Linked DNA regions of Mus musculus: region 1 is linked to region 2. Evidence: chromatin contacts called from public HiChIP or PLAC-seq data. All regions are on one chromosome and are shown on one strand. Each heading gives the region's core, a stretch centred on a gene start, on an enhancer-like site or on the middle of the called end of the contact. The rest is flanking DNA. Distances are from core to core; before and after follow the strand shown. Region 1 overlaps Slc25a13 (solute carrier family 25 (mitochondrial carrier, adenine nucleotide translocator), member 13). Region 2 holds the start of Dlx6 (distal-less homeobox 6).

Region 1 (7,298 bases), core at 60-2,559, 720 kb before region 2:
GAAATTTTGAAATACAAGAACAGAGCTGGCCTTCAGTCAGTACAAAGTGACTGCAACTCAGAACTGTGGTTCCAACATAACATAGGCTAAAAATGACCCAAGCTAGGCAAGAGGCAAACTCAAGCATGTGTGTTTGCTGCCCGGAGATTTCCAACAAGTATGGCTGATAATGCACCAAGAAACATGAGCCCTTAGCTTGTAAAACAAATGATCTTGTAAGACTCTGTTGAGCCTTAGCTTACCGGGAATCCCCTTAGTGAACCACGTGGAGCCAGAATCAATGCAAAAGCAAGAGGAATTTTATTTAATCCAGCATGCTGGGGTCACCCTGCACATAGGCAGAGTGATGCCGGGCTGCCCATCCAGGGAGCCTTTATACAGTTCTCAGGGCCACCGCCATTAGGCAAAATATGATTAGCAGAACAGTGTGACTTTTAAACTGATTGGTCTATAGGGAATGAAGTGGGTGGCCAACGGTCTCGGAATGTGTCTTGGAGCTCTGGTGGTTGGTCCCTCCTTCCTGTGGTCTGAGGAATGTAATTAGCCCCTCCCTTCTGGAGCGGAGGGGTACCTATGTTCTTTATGACCTATATCCCCCCCCCCCCAGGAGGGGAGGAGGTCCTGTGGAATTTTCTAACAGCTGAGCTGACCTCTTCAATCTCTACAGGCAAAATGTCAAGTCCAGCCTTGGCCACCTACTACTAACCCAAGATAAACAAAACCCCTAACAAATGTATCTATGAAGTTAAGAGATAAAGATATGAATATAAAAAATAGAGGCATGATACTGTAGCCTTGGATGAGGAAAACGCTGACTGAATATGAAAAATAAAAAAGAAAAAAAGAAAAAAGAAAAAAAAACAGACAAATTAAACATCACCAAAGTTGTTTTTGTAAAGTGTAACATCAAGAGAGTAAAAGATCTCTTATAGTCTAGAGGTGGTGGGTAGGAGGAAATCGTGTATGATAAACTCTGGAATATAGAAAGGGTTCTCACAACTCAGAAATAAGACTAGTTTTTGTTTGTTTGTTTGCTTTGTTTTTTTCCCTGAGACAGGGTTTCTCTGTGTAGTCCTGGCTGTCCTGGAACTCACTCTGTAAACCAGGCTGGCCTCGAACTCAGAAATTTGCCTGCCTCTGCCTCCCAAGTGCTGGGATTAAAGGCGTGCGCCACCACTGCCCTGCAAAAGACTAGTTTTTCACAATTATGTGTATGTGTGTGTGTTTGTACGAGGAGGTTGGAGTGCTGTCATATCCCCTAGAGCTGAAGCTACAGGCAATTGAGAGCTCCATGGCCGTTACTGGTAATTAAACTTGTGTTGAGCCCAGCATGGCCTTGGTGGCGGCAGAGTGACATGGTTCCTGCCCCTGGGACAGGCCCCTGGGATGAGGCTCTGCTAGTGTCAATGGCTGCAGTGGGCATAAAGCTTGTTTATGTATTAATGTACATATTTCCTCATTCCTCCAAGACATGTCCTCCCTGTTAATATAGTGATGCCGTGATAATCTGAGATAGCAGGAGTCCAGGAGTTGAGGATGTGACTAATATCTTGGCAAGACTGGAACCTTCAGGACAATCTTTAGGACTATGGAAAAGAGCTCCAAATATATGATATATTTCTCAATTATGCAAAATATAAGGATGCAATATGAATTATGATGGGCTTCATGAATCTAAAGCAACAAAGGCAGCTACACTAAGAGCCAGCTTGTCAGAAAGATAAAAAGGCAGGCAGATTCCTGAGTTCAAGGTCAGCCTAGGACAGAGTGAGGTTAGGCCCACGTGTAATGGTAATTTCCGGGCAGGGTCCCACCCAACTAGTTTAACATCTATGCTTAACAAAGGTAGACAGATCACTAAATTCTTTTGCAATGTTAAGAACAAAATGTATGCTTGCTGTCTCTTTCTAATCAAAAGGTGGGGTGATGAGATGATTCATAAGATAATCAAAAGCAACCCTGGAGCAAAAGACTAGGTTGATAAGGAAAATGAAACACTGGACCTGAGTTCGGCAAGATACAAGCTATCTAGAGAAGTTTTTAGGATAAAAATTATTGTGTGCGTGCATGTCACAGTATGGCGTGGGTCGTGTGTGTGTGTGTGTGTGTGTGTGTGTGTGTGTGTGTGTGTGTGTGTGCCAGAGGACAACTTATAGAGAGAAAGCAGAACATAGCAACAGACTGGATCAAGAAGAACACAGCTTGGATTCATGATTTGACTTCAAGTCATTCTTTTCACCGCTCCCAGACACCCCTTCTTTCAGAATCCCCCTTCATGCCAAGGTCTGTGCTTGGCAAACTTGGGGCATATTCAGGAACAATATGTGCTCTTAACCGCTGAGCCATCTCTTCAGACCTGACAATTCTACTTAAGATGGACAAAAGATAAAAGGACAGTTTTCAAATGGGAAAAAATAGAAACTAAGGAGACATTTTTCTAAAATAAAAATGGCCCACAAGTACCTAAAGAGGTGTCGCACAGCATTAGCATTGCCAGGGCAGATGAAGACTAATGGCTACCACTTAACGTGGGCATAGAAGAATGTGACAAGTGTTGTTGGGAATGTGAAGACACTGGGACCCACAGGCACTACTGCAAATATGAAATGCAACTTTGGAAAACAGGACACTCAGATTTACTGTATGACTTAACAGTGTTCATTCCAAATGTGCAGCCACAAGAAAGGGAACCACATAGCCACAAAAAGTACGCAGGTGAATGTTTATAACAATATTAGTCATTGCCAAAAAACAGTAACAAACTATGTGTACACACTCGGGATCTGATGAGCTAGACAATATACACTAAATCCATATAATAGACTATTATCCAAATACAAAAAAGTAATAAATGAATCTTAATATGTGGAAAAGTGTGCTAATATCATGTATGAACCTTGTAAACATTATGCAAAAAGTCTATACTAACAGACGACATAAAATATTAGTTAATTTTTATAAACTTTCAGCAAGATTGCTCAGCAGGTAAAGGTGCCTTCTGCCACACCCTCAGAAGGGGAGAAGTAAGTCCAGTAAGCTGTCCTCTGACCTACACATACGCGCGCGCGCACACACACACACAGTAACATTAAATACAGTAAACAGTACAGTAAACGTTAAAAACAATGCTGCGAACAGACAAATTAATATAGACAGACAGTAGATTAGGGTTGCCTTGGCCTAGAAGGTACCAAAAACAAACAAACAAACAAACAATGGGGTATTGAGAGGAAATGCTTGACTGGTAATGAATCCCTTGTTAGGATAATGAAGTGTCCTAAATTTCAAAGTGCTAATGGCTGTGCAAATCTGTGACTATACTTAAAACTAAAGAACTTTGCAGCTAGGAAGAGTAAATGGGGCCATTTTAAAATCTCCATAAAGCACTTTAAACCTAAATGACTACTATAGATTCACTTCCAACAACTGAGCAAAGTGCTTGACTCAACACTTAGTCATTAAAAAGGAATAAAATACCTGACTTGGAGAGTTATTTGAGTTGAGTGTGCCTAATGTTCTGCACATAGTAGGTGAGGTGACCACTGAGATAAGACCAAAGGTCTTAACTATACGGGGAATTATTATTTAAGCACAAAATACTTACAGAGGATTTTTTAAATAGTAAGCAGAGTGCGATTTGGAAATATCATAGCTCATCGTCTCTCAAAAGGCATCAGTTTTCCTGCAACACTTAAAATCCATCCTTCCTTGAGCTCACATGCTGAAATCTTGAATGAAAAGTGATCAAAATCTACGTAATTTTCTATTATGTTTCTTAAAGTATGAAATTAAGAAAGATTAAGAACCTCCACTCTTTACTTTGAAGATGTTTCAAATACTAGAAATATTTAATTGGCAAATTACTTGCACATGCCATTAAGTGGTTAGACTGAATTTGTTTTTACAAATTCTATGGGCTCTTATTTCTTAACCTCTACCACACTATAATCTGAAATCATCAAGGTCTTCACTTATGCAAATTTTAACTTCTACATCTTTGTTTCCATACAGAATAACTAAATTAATGCTCTTTAATTTCTAGAAAATTCACTTTTCGCAGCTTCAAATCAGTGAAAACGAGTTTCCTATTAAGATAGAAAAGATTCATCAAGCTATTGCAAACACTAAAGCATAATATCTCTCCTATTGATCTTACAAAGTCTATTAATACAATAAATGCAAAAAGGATGCTTCTGTTAAACACCCGAGTGAGTCTTCTAAGGAGGCAGGAGGACTATATAGACTGCACTCGCCTTCTCTCGGAAGAGTTTCCCACTTCCTCTAAGTCTTATTTCTCAAAGGAAATTTGTGTGTTTTCTATGAGAAGTCATATTTCACCTGCTGATACAGCTAACAGCAGCTTATATGGGCAGAGTTTCCAAGCATCGCATAAAAGATGAACTTGAATAGAAAGTTAAAGAACAATAGACTAAGTGGATGCAGACAGCCTGTGTCCTGTGCCCCAGTGTCAAGGTTGCCATTTCAGACCCTTCTAATGAGTACCTTTTTATGTTAATCATAGTGAAGGGTCTGAGGAGGAGAAAAAACGGGAATACTGGCTACAATTGAGGCTCCCTCAAGAAAAGTCTGCGAGAAAATGGATGTCATTAAAACAGTAAGCATAGACTGTGTCACATTACAAAGGAGTTTTCTCTAAGATCTTATAAAGTTTTTTATTGTTATTTTGAATACACACAGACAGTGGTGATGAGGATCTTAAGGTAGACAGTCAAATAGACAGACAGACAGGTAGCATGCGAGTAGCCCAGTTGAGCTCTACTGAAGCCATATATGATGTCAGTGTACTTAACAGAATGTGTAATTTAAAACTCTTCCAGGTTTACACTTTGAGAGGAATAGAGCTGCCCTAACAGAAGGTCATGTGACATTCTGGAAAGCATGCTCTTGTCGTGCCAGAAGACAAGCTGTGGTTTCTATGCAGCCAGTCACCTTTCCCCACTGAGCCAGCTCACGCACGGAAGAATAAGTGCCACGAGCTATTGTTCACCTGAAGAATGAGCTATGTTTCCCAGGAGAGCTTGTTTAAAACACATTCCCAAGCCTCATGCCTCAACGTTCTGAATCAGCAGGAGGAAGGTGGAGCCAGAGTAGCCACGGTTTTAACAAATGTCACATGCAATCACTGTAAGACCCTAGGGTCAGCCCCGTGGATAAGAACCACCCTACTCTAAGATCTGAGATCTCTAATGCTTAGGCATAGCACCATAAATCACCAGAGTGGATGCTGGTAAGCAATGTGGCCAAAAGGCCAGCAGAGATTTAGCATAAGATATAAATGGCCTCTCACAATTTCTAACTCAATCAACAGTAGAGAGGCCAACTTGAAGGCTTTCCATGTGTCTGCTCGAAAAAGTGTTTTTCATACAGTGGAACGACAAGGTCGTCAGCCGTCACATGTGAAGCAAGTCACTTAAAAAGTGTTTGGAGGCAAACAGCCGACTGGGGTCCACCCCCAGATGTGCTTGCTTTAATCATCTGCTGGGTCAATTATCATTTTCTTTCATCTCCTAGAAGGAGCACAACCAAGCACCTCCAAAGCTCCAAAATTCTTAAACAGTGTTAAGAATCCTAATTCATGCTGTAAATGCAAGCATAATATCTATATTGTTTAAGAAAATTCCTAAGCTAGTTTCCTTAGACGGATGTTATCAAAAATAATTTTCTCACAAAAGCATTAACATACATTTAACCCTACTTAACGGCTTCAAGAGCAGATGTGTTGGGAAAGCACACCCACAGCGAGCCCATATTAGTATGAAACTGTTTTATTTCAATTAAAATGTCTAACTATCCACCCCCAACATATACCTAAACTGTAATTTTCTCTAAGAACTTCCAATATGCTCTTGATTTTTGTTTCCTTTATCAACCTATCAGAACAAATCTGCCTTGCAACTGTTGGAAGAAATCAGTCATTAGCAGCAAGATTACAGTGAATTTTCCAATTTAGAAAAACTGTATTTTTATCTCTCTCTCATACTGAAAGAATAATGGTATAATTTTACTATTTTTAAATGAGCTGTACAGTTTAAAATAGTCAAATTTTCCCACAGCTCAAAGCTCCAGGATTTAATGCTAGCAGCTTAGCTGCCCGTCCTCTGCACCTTTTTATGAACAAGTTTTCTTCAGCTTTCATTTTGAACAAACACAGGCATGAGGCATGTGCACACACAGACACACACACACACACACACACACACACACAGATACACACAAACACAAAGACATGCAGAAAGACACACAGAGACATTCAGACAGACACACACACACACACACATACAGATACACACACACACATACACACACACAGAGACAAGCAGAAAAAAAGGTAGACACATACACACAGATAAATAGGTGGATGGACGGACAGACAGTAGGAGCTCTCAATCTAATCACTCTATATCCATGTGGAGAATGGTTGACCTCTGGGCCTGTGGTTAACTAAGAGTGACTTCACGTGGCTGGTGTGATTTACTCTTCAATTGACATCACCTTCTCAACAAGTCTGCCCTTTAAAAAAAACAAATAAATAAATAAAAGCCCCATTTTTAAAATGGAGTGATGAAGTAGCAAAGAGTACAATATTTTAGCAATTTGAGCATGGACGATTCTCAAATTATCCCACCAACTGGAAGTGCTCTCTGATACTACTATCTTTCAAAATTGAAGCCATTATGGTCAATCGTGCAAATCCGTGTTTAGCTTCTCGTAAATAGCGGATTTTTGACCCAATGAACTGGAACAGCTTCTGAACAGCGCCTGCACTCTGACAGGATGCTCCAGCTCGGGCTCTCTCTCTGACAGGATGCTCCAGCTCGGGCTCTCTGACAGGATGCTCCAGCTTGGGCTCGTTCGCTATCAACGTGCAGAGTCGGCTTACAGAGCTCAGGTCCTTCTTACCTGGGGTCTCAGCCCCGCTACAATGTGCCTGAGAGTGGAAATGTTCACCTCAAACTAAAATCTACTTCCTATAGTACACTAGGTTTCTTTTAACAATATAACATTACCTTTGTGAAATGCCATATCGAAAATCAGTATTAACAAATGACTCTTTTCCACTGAGCTTAAAAAAAAAAATGCGTCCAGTTTTTATCTAGTTTCATACCGAGTTTGTCCCAGGCTTTTGGCAAATCGGCCTTTACCTGAATGGTGTGCTTTGCTTTGACAGTTTGTGTCCCCACACAGTTAACTCTCACCCCTTCCTGACACTTCCCCAGCCCAGGACTGGAACAGGCTGTTTCAATGTACTTCCTTATGTCATCTAGTCTGCCTGTTTT
Region 2 (7,337 bases), core at 3,250-5,749:
AGGTTCTACCTTTAGCCTGCAACAAGAAATGGAAAGGGGCAGTTTTCTGTCTCCTGCTCTGGGGTTTTTAACGTGTGTGTGTGTGTGTGTGTGTGTGTGTGTGTGTGTGTGTGTGTGTGTGTATTTAATTGGGGAGAAAAGGGTTTTTGAGTTTCTAGAATATCAGGTACCCTTTTACACACACGCTCACGACAACACACACACACACACACACACACACACACAGAGAGAGAGAGAGAGAGAGAGAGAGAGAGAGAGAGAGAGAGAGAGAGAATGAATTCACCTTAAATGAGGAAAGAACTAGCAGGAATTTTTCCACCAATGTCTCCCATTGAGAAGGGGATTCTTAATGTGGCTATGTAAATCAACACCGAGTTATTTCTTTGAATTCAAAGGCCATTTATCCAGGTCTAATTTCTTTAGAATTAACGTGATAACTGAGCCCAACTTAGCAACCAAACCCAGCCAAATCCTGGACGGCTTGAATTTACTGCCACAGCCCCCACCAACACTGCAAACCTTCCCGGGAGATCCAGGCATTCTCAGCCCTACGCTTGTCTGCAAACATCCTCCAGAACCAAACTGGGACGAATCTCAGACCCAATGGACCCGCTCCTACACACCTATTCTGGCAAGATAGAAGCAGGGGTGTTCAGAAGTCAGTGTGTTAGTCCTACTTATCATGGCCAGTAGTCCACAACATCTCAACACCTTAACACCTTAGAAAAATAAAATGCAATTTAGGCCTCCAATCCCGCTTCCTAAAACTTCAATGGATATCATTCTTATCTTACAGTAACAGGCCCTTTAAAAAAACGGCTTAGGCCTCCAGGTTTCTAAGTTTACTTGTAATTTGAATGATAAAGGCTTCAGTGGCCTTTCTAGCCCACCTTCCCCTCCCACTGGCAAGAGTTGGCGTAGGTTCCCCAGAGAGCGAAACAAAGAGGAAGGAGCCTGGACTGCGCGGGAGGCGCCGGCCCGAGAGCCCCTGAGGTGTGCGTCTTTTTTTTTTTTTTTTCTGCAAAGCTCTGAAAAGCCCGAAATTTGGTAACCGAAGAGCTGGTAGCAGGTTGCACTACAGTAAAGTAGGGGTGCCTTCTTTAACATAAAATTAACATAAATGCTCCAGACACCAGGCGACGGGCTAGGAACGGAACTGCCCAACTTCAGTTTGTGCACAGCTCCGCGCGAAGAACACTGCACTTTTGCTGGGGGCAGAGGCCACATTGTGGCAAGCACTAGCTGCCCACCTTTGGGCCACGCTAGTCTTCCGCCGTCTGTTTCCTGGGAAGTGGGACGGTTATTCCTAGGCTTCTATCCCGAACAAGAACACCGAAACCGCTGTCCAGCCGAGTGAGGCCCCCTTGCTCACTACTTTGTTTCCCAAAGCCCAGCTTGGGTCACCCAGCAAATTTCAACAAAACCTACACAATGCACAGCTACCCTCTAGCTGCACAGTGCACCCCCAGGAACGGAGAGACACATAAACGGACAATCCCAGCCATCGCGGCTTCTTCACACTTTAAACAAACACGGGGAAATCCCTTTGCAAACAGACACTGCTGCGCGCCTTGAATCTGGCGCTTGGTGGTGAGAGGACATTTCCCGGCCCCACCACCGTCATCCAGATGCTATCAGAGTTAGTGGGCAAAGCAGTGCACCTGCGAACATTACGGCAGAGACACAGAAAAGCAAACGAGAGAAACGCCTCCATCGTGTTAACAGCAAGCTGCAGGGTATAGAGCAATAAAACTGCCATGTCTATCTGCTGGCTTTGAGGACATTACGAGCTGGGCTCGCAGCCCGGGTGCACCGCCGGGGGAGAGGGTGCTTCTCTTTCCCTGACTTCCCCTTCAGCACCCCACCACTACCTTACCCAGCCTATCTTTCATTTTCCCAGAAGATGTTGTTGTTTTAATTCACTGCCGATATGTAAACGCACGGATCGCGTTACAGGTTCGCGTGTTAAACTGCACCTCTTGTTAAAAGGGAAGGAACAAGGGAGCCACTTAAAAATGAATTCAGAGTTACTGAACCGGCACCCGGGACTCGAGAAGTTAAGCGTGGCGGGCTGGGTAATGGAAGAGAGCGCCAATGTAGCTGCGGGCGAAACTCTGGAGAAAACCGGCTGGCCACGAGCCTCCGAAGGAAAGAAAGGAAAAAAGAAAAGGCAAACTGGCCTGAGGGTACCAGGAGACCCCGGGCCGCTAGCTGGGGAAATCAATTAACATAAGCTGCAGTCAGTAACTCCTGCGCCACGGGAAATTGTGAGGCTCTGTCTACTATCACCCTTTCCCGGAGTTCTAGTGGCAAACAGCACCACAAATCTCATTCTAGGATTCCTGGGGCTGTGTAGCTTATGGGCTACAGACAACATACGGTGCAAAAACGATCCAGTAGTTTTCCCAAGAAGACAGACTAGTTCCTCCGCAACCTCCAGACACACCACCACACAAGGTTGCTACCCCACACATTTCCTCTTGTGGCCAAAAGCTCACAGTTTGTTCCCTGTACCCACTGAAAGCAGGCACCGAGCCCAGGGGGGTAGGATGGGGTCCTCAGATTTCTCCCACCCAGTCTCTATCATCTGGCCCCGCAAGCTCCTAGAGCTTACCTGCCGCCCCAGGACGCGACCCGGTGCGGACCTGCTTGTCCCTCCCCAAGCCTAGAGTTGGATCCGGTTCTCCTACCTGGTGGCTGGGCCTGAACGTGGCCGCCTGAGCTCCGCTGTCCCTGCTCCGCAGCTTGGACCAAGTGAGTCTGGAGACCCGAGGGAGAGAGGCTAGATCCGTAGCACTGAGCTGCTCCAAACTTAATGTCTTTCCCCAGTCCATCTTTGAAACAGAAGTGGTTCTACCACCTGGATGTGCGGATATAAACCCCCTTGCAAATAATAAATGGATTAATAATAACAAGGTATGAAGTTCTTTTTATAGAAAAAAAGGAGAGAATTGAAACTAAATGCGGCAGTTAGACAACCATTTTGATAAGAGGATAATTGAAGCGACACTGGTGTATAATTAGAGGATAATTTATGCTATATCCACTTTTATTCCACCTCCCAAAATAAACCCAGTCCATAATCATTACAGGCAAATTGTTCTGAATTTTATAGCAGCAATTTGAACAAAGTACTGCAGTTAATCATGGGAGATTTTTGTGTATTCCTGATTAGAACTCTAATTGCCTCCTTCCAGAAAGTAAAAATAACTGTAAAACGACTCTATTTTTATCATTAACAATGTTGACAATAAAATAAAATCAATTGGAATTGTAATCGAGAGACAAATTTAGGACGAAGGCACTTTTACTTGGGTAGTTTATATTGTAATCAAGATTTGCCAAACCACTAACCGCATGTATCATTTGCATATATTTGAAAGCATTACAGTAGCTTCTGTTTTCAATAGGAAGAAAATGCATTCCTGTCAGCCCTCCAACGACTCTCGCTTTCAGAGCAGGCTGCTGCGTTCTGGGGGTAGTTGGTATTCCTCCTCTGTTGAGGGGGGGGGGGTCAATATATAGGAACTAGGGCCGAAAACAACAGGAATCTCAACAGAGCAGGGTCTGATTTTTCTTTCTTTACTATCCCCGACCCTTGCCATGAGTTGGAGCCCAGATATAGAGGTTTTTCTTCCATCAATGGCATTAATAAAGTACTTCTGGAAAAACCCACAGTGCAAAAGTGCTCCCTTGGGAGTAGAGTTGGGGTCCTGAGGGAGGGGGAAAGTCAAGTGAAGGGGGGGGGATCTGGTTTTAAATGCTAGGGCCACTGCTTCTGAACACAGGCAACCTGAAAGGGTGCAAATGAATTGAAAGCGATCAGCCTCCAGCCAGGCTATTCCGAGTCTCCAAGCCTGGAAACAAGGGCTTGGAGCAGGGTTGGAGCTTCGACAGGATGCGTCTGCAGCCTACCGGGCGCCTCCCTCCACCGCTGCTCCCCTTTAGCTCCGGGCGGCCCCAGGTTGCACCTCTGGGCTGAGCTTGTAGTTAGTTGCTTAAGGTAGGCGAAGAACTCCACAAGCAGCGCACACGCCAGTAGAAGCGGTGCGCCTGTGACGTCAGGGGGCGACTGACCAATAGGAAGGCGCTGCCCTTTGGAGACAAACCATTCGACTCGTGGCGTCTGCATCAAGTCTGAAAGCAGACGCGCAACTTTCGCAGAATCCACCTTAAAATCTCTGCTTTAAACTGCACCAGCCCCCAAAAATCCAAGGGGGGAAAAGCAAGGGGGGGGAGAAGAGAGCAGATTCCCCCTCCCCCCTCTCCTCTCCCATCCCTCCCCCTTCCTCCTCCCTTTGGGTTAACAAGGCCCTGCTCACTATATCTCTTTATATTAAATATATATATGTATATATTAGAGAAGAGTGAGGAAGAGAACCACCTCTGCCCCCTCCTTTAAATTTTTTTTTATTTTTTATTTTTTTTATTTTTTTGCAAGGATCCCGGGAGCTAAGGTGGCTGCAAAGGGGAGAGCGGTGCGAGCCAAGTGGGGGAGGGTGAAAGAAACCCGGGAGAAGGCTTTCTCCAGCCCCCAAAGTTTTGATGATGACCATGACTACGATGGCTGACGGCTTGGAAGGCCAGGACTCGTCCAAATCCGCCTTCATGGAGTTCGGGCAGCAGCAACAGCAGCAGCAGCAACAACAGCAGCAGCAACAGCAGCAGCAGCAGCAGCAACAGCAGCCGCCGCCGCCGCCACCGCCGCCGCCGCCGCAGCCGCACTCGCAGCAGACCTCCCCGGCCATGGCAGGCGCACATTACCCTCTGCACTGCTTGCACTCGGCCGCGGCGGCGGCGGCGGCGGCCGGCTCCCACCATCACCACCACCAGCACCACCACCACGGCTCGCCCTACGCGTCGAGCGGAGGCAACTCCTACAACCACCGATCGCTCGCCGCCTACCCCTACATGAGCCACTCGCAGCACAGCCCTTACCTCCAGTCCTACCACAACAGCAGCGCGGCCGCCCAGACGCGCGGGGACGACACAGGTGAGAGGCCGCTTAGGCAGCTAGCTTCGCCCGCCTCCCCACTGCCTCCGACCCCTCCCGCCCCGCTCACTTCCTCCACGCCGGGGCCTCCGCCGGCCCCCTCCTGCGGGCGGCCCCGTGCGCCCCCAGTCGGGCCCCGTGGGCTCCCGATCGCCTGGCGCCTGCCTGCCGGCCTCTCCCTGCCCGGCCCCTTCCCGCCGCCGTGGACCCCCGGCTGGCTCACCCCGAGGCCCGCTGGCTCCTCCGCCTCCTGCTTGTGGTTCCCATTGAGCCTCCAGGCTGTGCCCTAGCCTGGCTCTACGGTCCCCACTGCGCCCTCCAGCCCACCAGGTCTGTGTGCCCTCTACCTTGTCCCTTCCCTCTCTGCTGGGACCCGCATTTATCAGAACTGGAGACAATTCTGGGCCAGGACTGAAGGGCTAGTTAAGGCTTCCCATCTCAACGCTGGGAGAGCGGTGGCCTACTTTGCCTGGGGCACTTGGTGCCCCTTGGTGACTTGGAACGAAGCTGTTGCAGCCGATAGATACTAGTGACATTGGGTTTTGTCTTTTGTTTTTGTTTTGCTTTTAAAATCTTCCCTCGTGGGCTTTGAGGTGTCCCCCCCACGTCCCCAGACCTGGCTCCCTCTCTCTGGGTTTTCAGTAGTACTTTGGCTGCTCCTTTGTTCTTGGAAGTGAAGCAGAGGGCCTGGGGTTGATAGCTCTCCGTTGTCCAGAGAGTCTCAGCCTGCTCTGGAGCTGCTCTGAGCTCCTGGTTGTGTTCTGTGTCTGGGCTTTGATACACGCGAGCAGAATCATTTCAAACATACAGAAGGGACTTAAAGCACTAAGCTTGCAGCTGGGTGACACAAAACTAACTGGTCACATAAACAACCGGGTGGTTCTGGTATAGCTTTAGGCGTTGGGAAAAGCCAGGCCAAGAAACCGCTCTCGGGCCCAGAGAAGAGAAGCCTTACAGCGCCACGGACTTCGGAAAGCGGCCTGCGCTGTCTCCGCTGTTGCGGAGCGTCTCTTTTATGCCCCGGGCTTCCTAGATTCGATCCACTATCATAATGCATTGTTAGTGTTGGAGACACGGTCGGAGGGAAGCTTTCACAGCCTCTGGGGGCACGTGCCCACAGTGGTATAGCGGGGATATTACGAGGAACTCTTTTTAAACTTGGGAGAAACTCCTTGCCAGCCTTGTCACATGAAGGGAGAAGGCAGTAGTGGCCTCGCGGGTGACCACTCCTCTGTGTCATTTGCTTACAGATCAACAAAAAACGACAGTGATCGAAAACGGGGAAATCAGGTTCAACGGAAAGGGGAAAAAGATTCGGAAGCCTCGGACCATTTATTCCAGCCTGCAGCTCCAGGCTTTAAACCATCGCTTTCAGCAGACTCAATACCTGGCCCTTCCCGAGAGAGCCGAACTGGCTGCTTCCTTAGGACTGACACAAACACAGGTAATTCCCGGGAAGCCCAAGTACCCCTGAAATGCTGGCCCTGCTTGATAACCGTGCAGAGAGCATACCAGGAGGAATTCTTGGCCTAGTCAACCAAGGATGGAAGGAGCTAAATGACAAATGCCCGTGCTCCAGTTGTGCACTTTCCTGGGATCACACAGTTTGGAACAAATGACATGGTATTGAATACTGAATTGGATTTGCATATACACCAACCCTCTGCGACCCCAGCTGAGCCTAGGATCTTTTGGTGAACAAATTCAATCAAATCTTATTCCAGAGCAGAATAACACGAAGTAGAACAAGTGTGTGTGTGTGTATGTGTGTGTGTGTGTGTGTAGTATCCAGCTAAGAAGCAAAATAAGGCCTTTCTTAAGGACCCTTTAGTGACCCTTAGGAATTAATATTAATTTCAACTCATTGTCATAGGAAGGAAACTTATGAGCTGAGACCAGGAGCAAAAGTTAGACTCTAGCAGCTTAATAAAGACATCCATGTGTAAGCCATTCACTCCGGGATGGGTAAGACAGGACTTTCTGAAGATTGCATTAAGCTCTGTAGTTGAATCATTCTGGTACCAAATAGTGCAGGCTGAGGTACCTCCCTGGAGCACAGAACTTGACAGAATTGAGAAACAAAGAGAATGTTCCCCAAATCACGGCCTGGGACACCACAGATAATAAACAGTCCTGCTGACCTGAAAAGTATACTGGACATTTCAGATTTCACAGAAAGGGGCCCATAGGTGAGTATATCAGCCTGCACTCAAAAGCCAGCAGTCAAGAGAACTGCACGGGATGCTAAGGCCTCTTCTGATGGGCATCATCTTCATCCAGCAAGGGTCTAATAAGACAGTAGCCAAGACCTTACAGAATGGTGTCTTCAGGCCGCGTCCCTGAA

The links. HiChIP or PLAC-seq counts read pairs in DNA pulled down with a chosen protein or histone mark.
Region 1: an H3K27ac HiChIP or PLAC-seq map of embryonic stem cells shows a contact between it and region 2, with 8 times the contacts expected there. The contact joins the enhancer-like site here to the promoter of Dlx6 in region 2. A contact is called at or near these places in 8 of 39 promoter capture datasets (3T3-L1-derived adipocytes, the C10 cell line, cranial neural crest and 5 more), 7 of 484 Hi-C or Micro-C datasets (the C10 cell line and embryonic stem cells), 20 of 115 datasets of contacts at active chromatin or transcription factors (craniofacial prominence, embryonic basal ganglia, embryonic forebrain and 9 more) and 1 of 9 other capture datasets (liver).

Annotation. Positions count from the first base shown.
Region 1 is chr6:6,138,757-6,146,054 of GRCm38.p6, forward strand. All of the region lies in intron 4 of Slc25a13 (solute carrier family 25 (mitochondrial carrier, adenine nucleotide translocator), member 13), which reads right to left. Among named protein-coding and RNA genes, the nearest start is that of Slc25a13, 75 kb to the right of the region's middle. Within about 2 kb of position 1,310, at least 8 of the 459 cell types and tissues checked have an H3K27ac peak or open chromatin away from gene starts, as enhancers often do. A contact at or near this core is called in embryonic stem cells, where this site is marked.
Region 2 is chr6:6,858,835-6,866,171 of GRCm38.p6, forward strand. Dlx6 (distal-less homeobox 6) reads left to right here and starts at 4,500. Exons shown (of 4, transcript NM_010057.2): 1 at 4,500-4,993; 2 at 6,244-6,437. The coding sequence starts at 4,546. The region is part of intron 1 of Dlx6os1 (distal-less homeobox 6, opposite strand 1); the gene reads right to left. Dlx6os2 (distal-less homeobox 6, opposite strand 2) reads right to left here and starts at 6,316. Exons shown (of 1, transcript NR_002839.2): 1 at 4,963-6,316.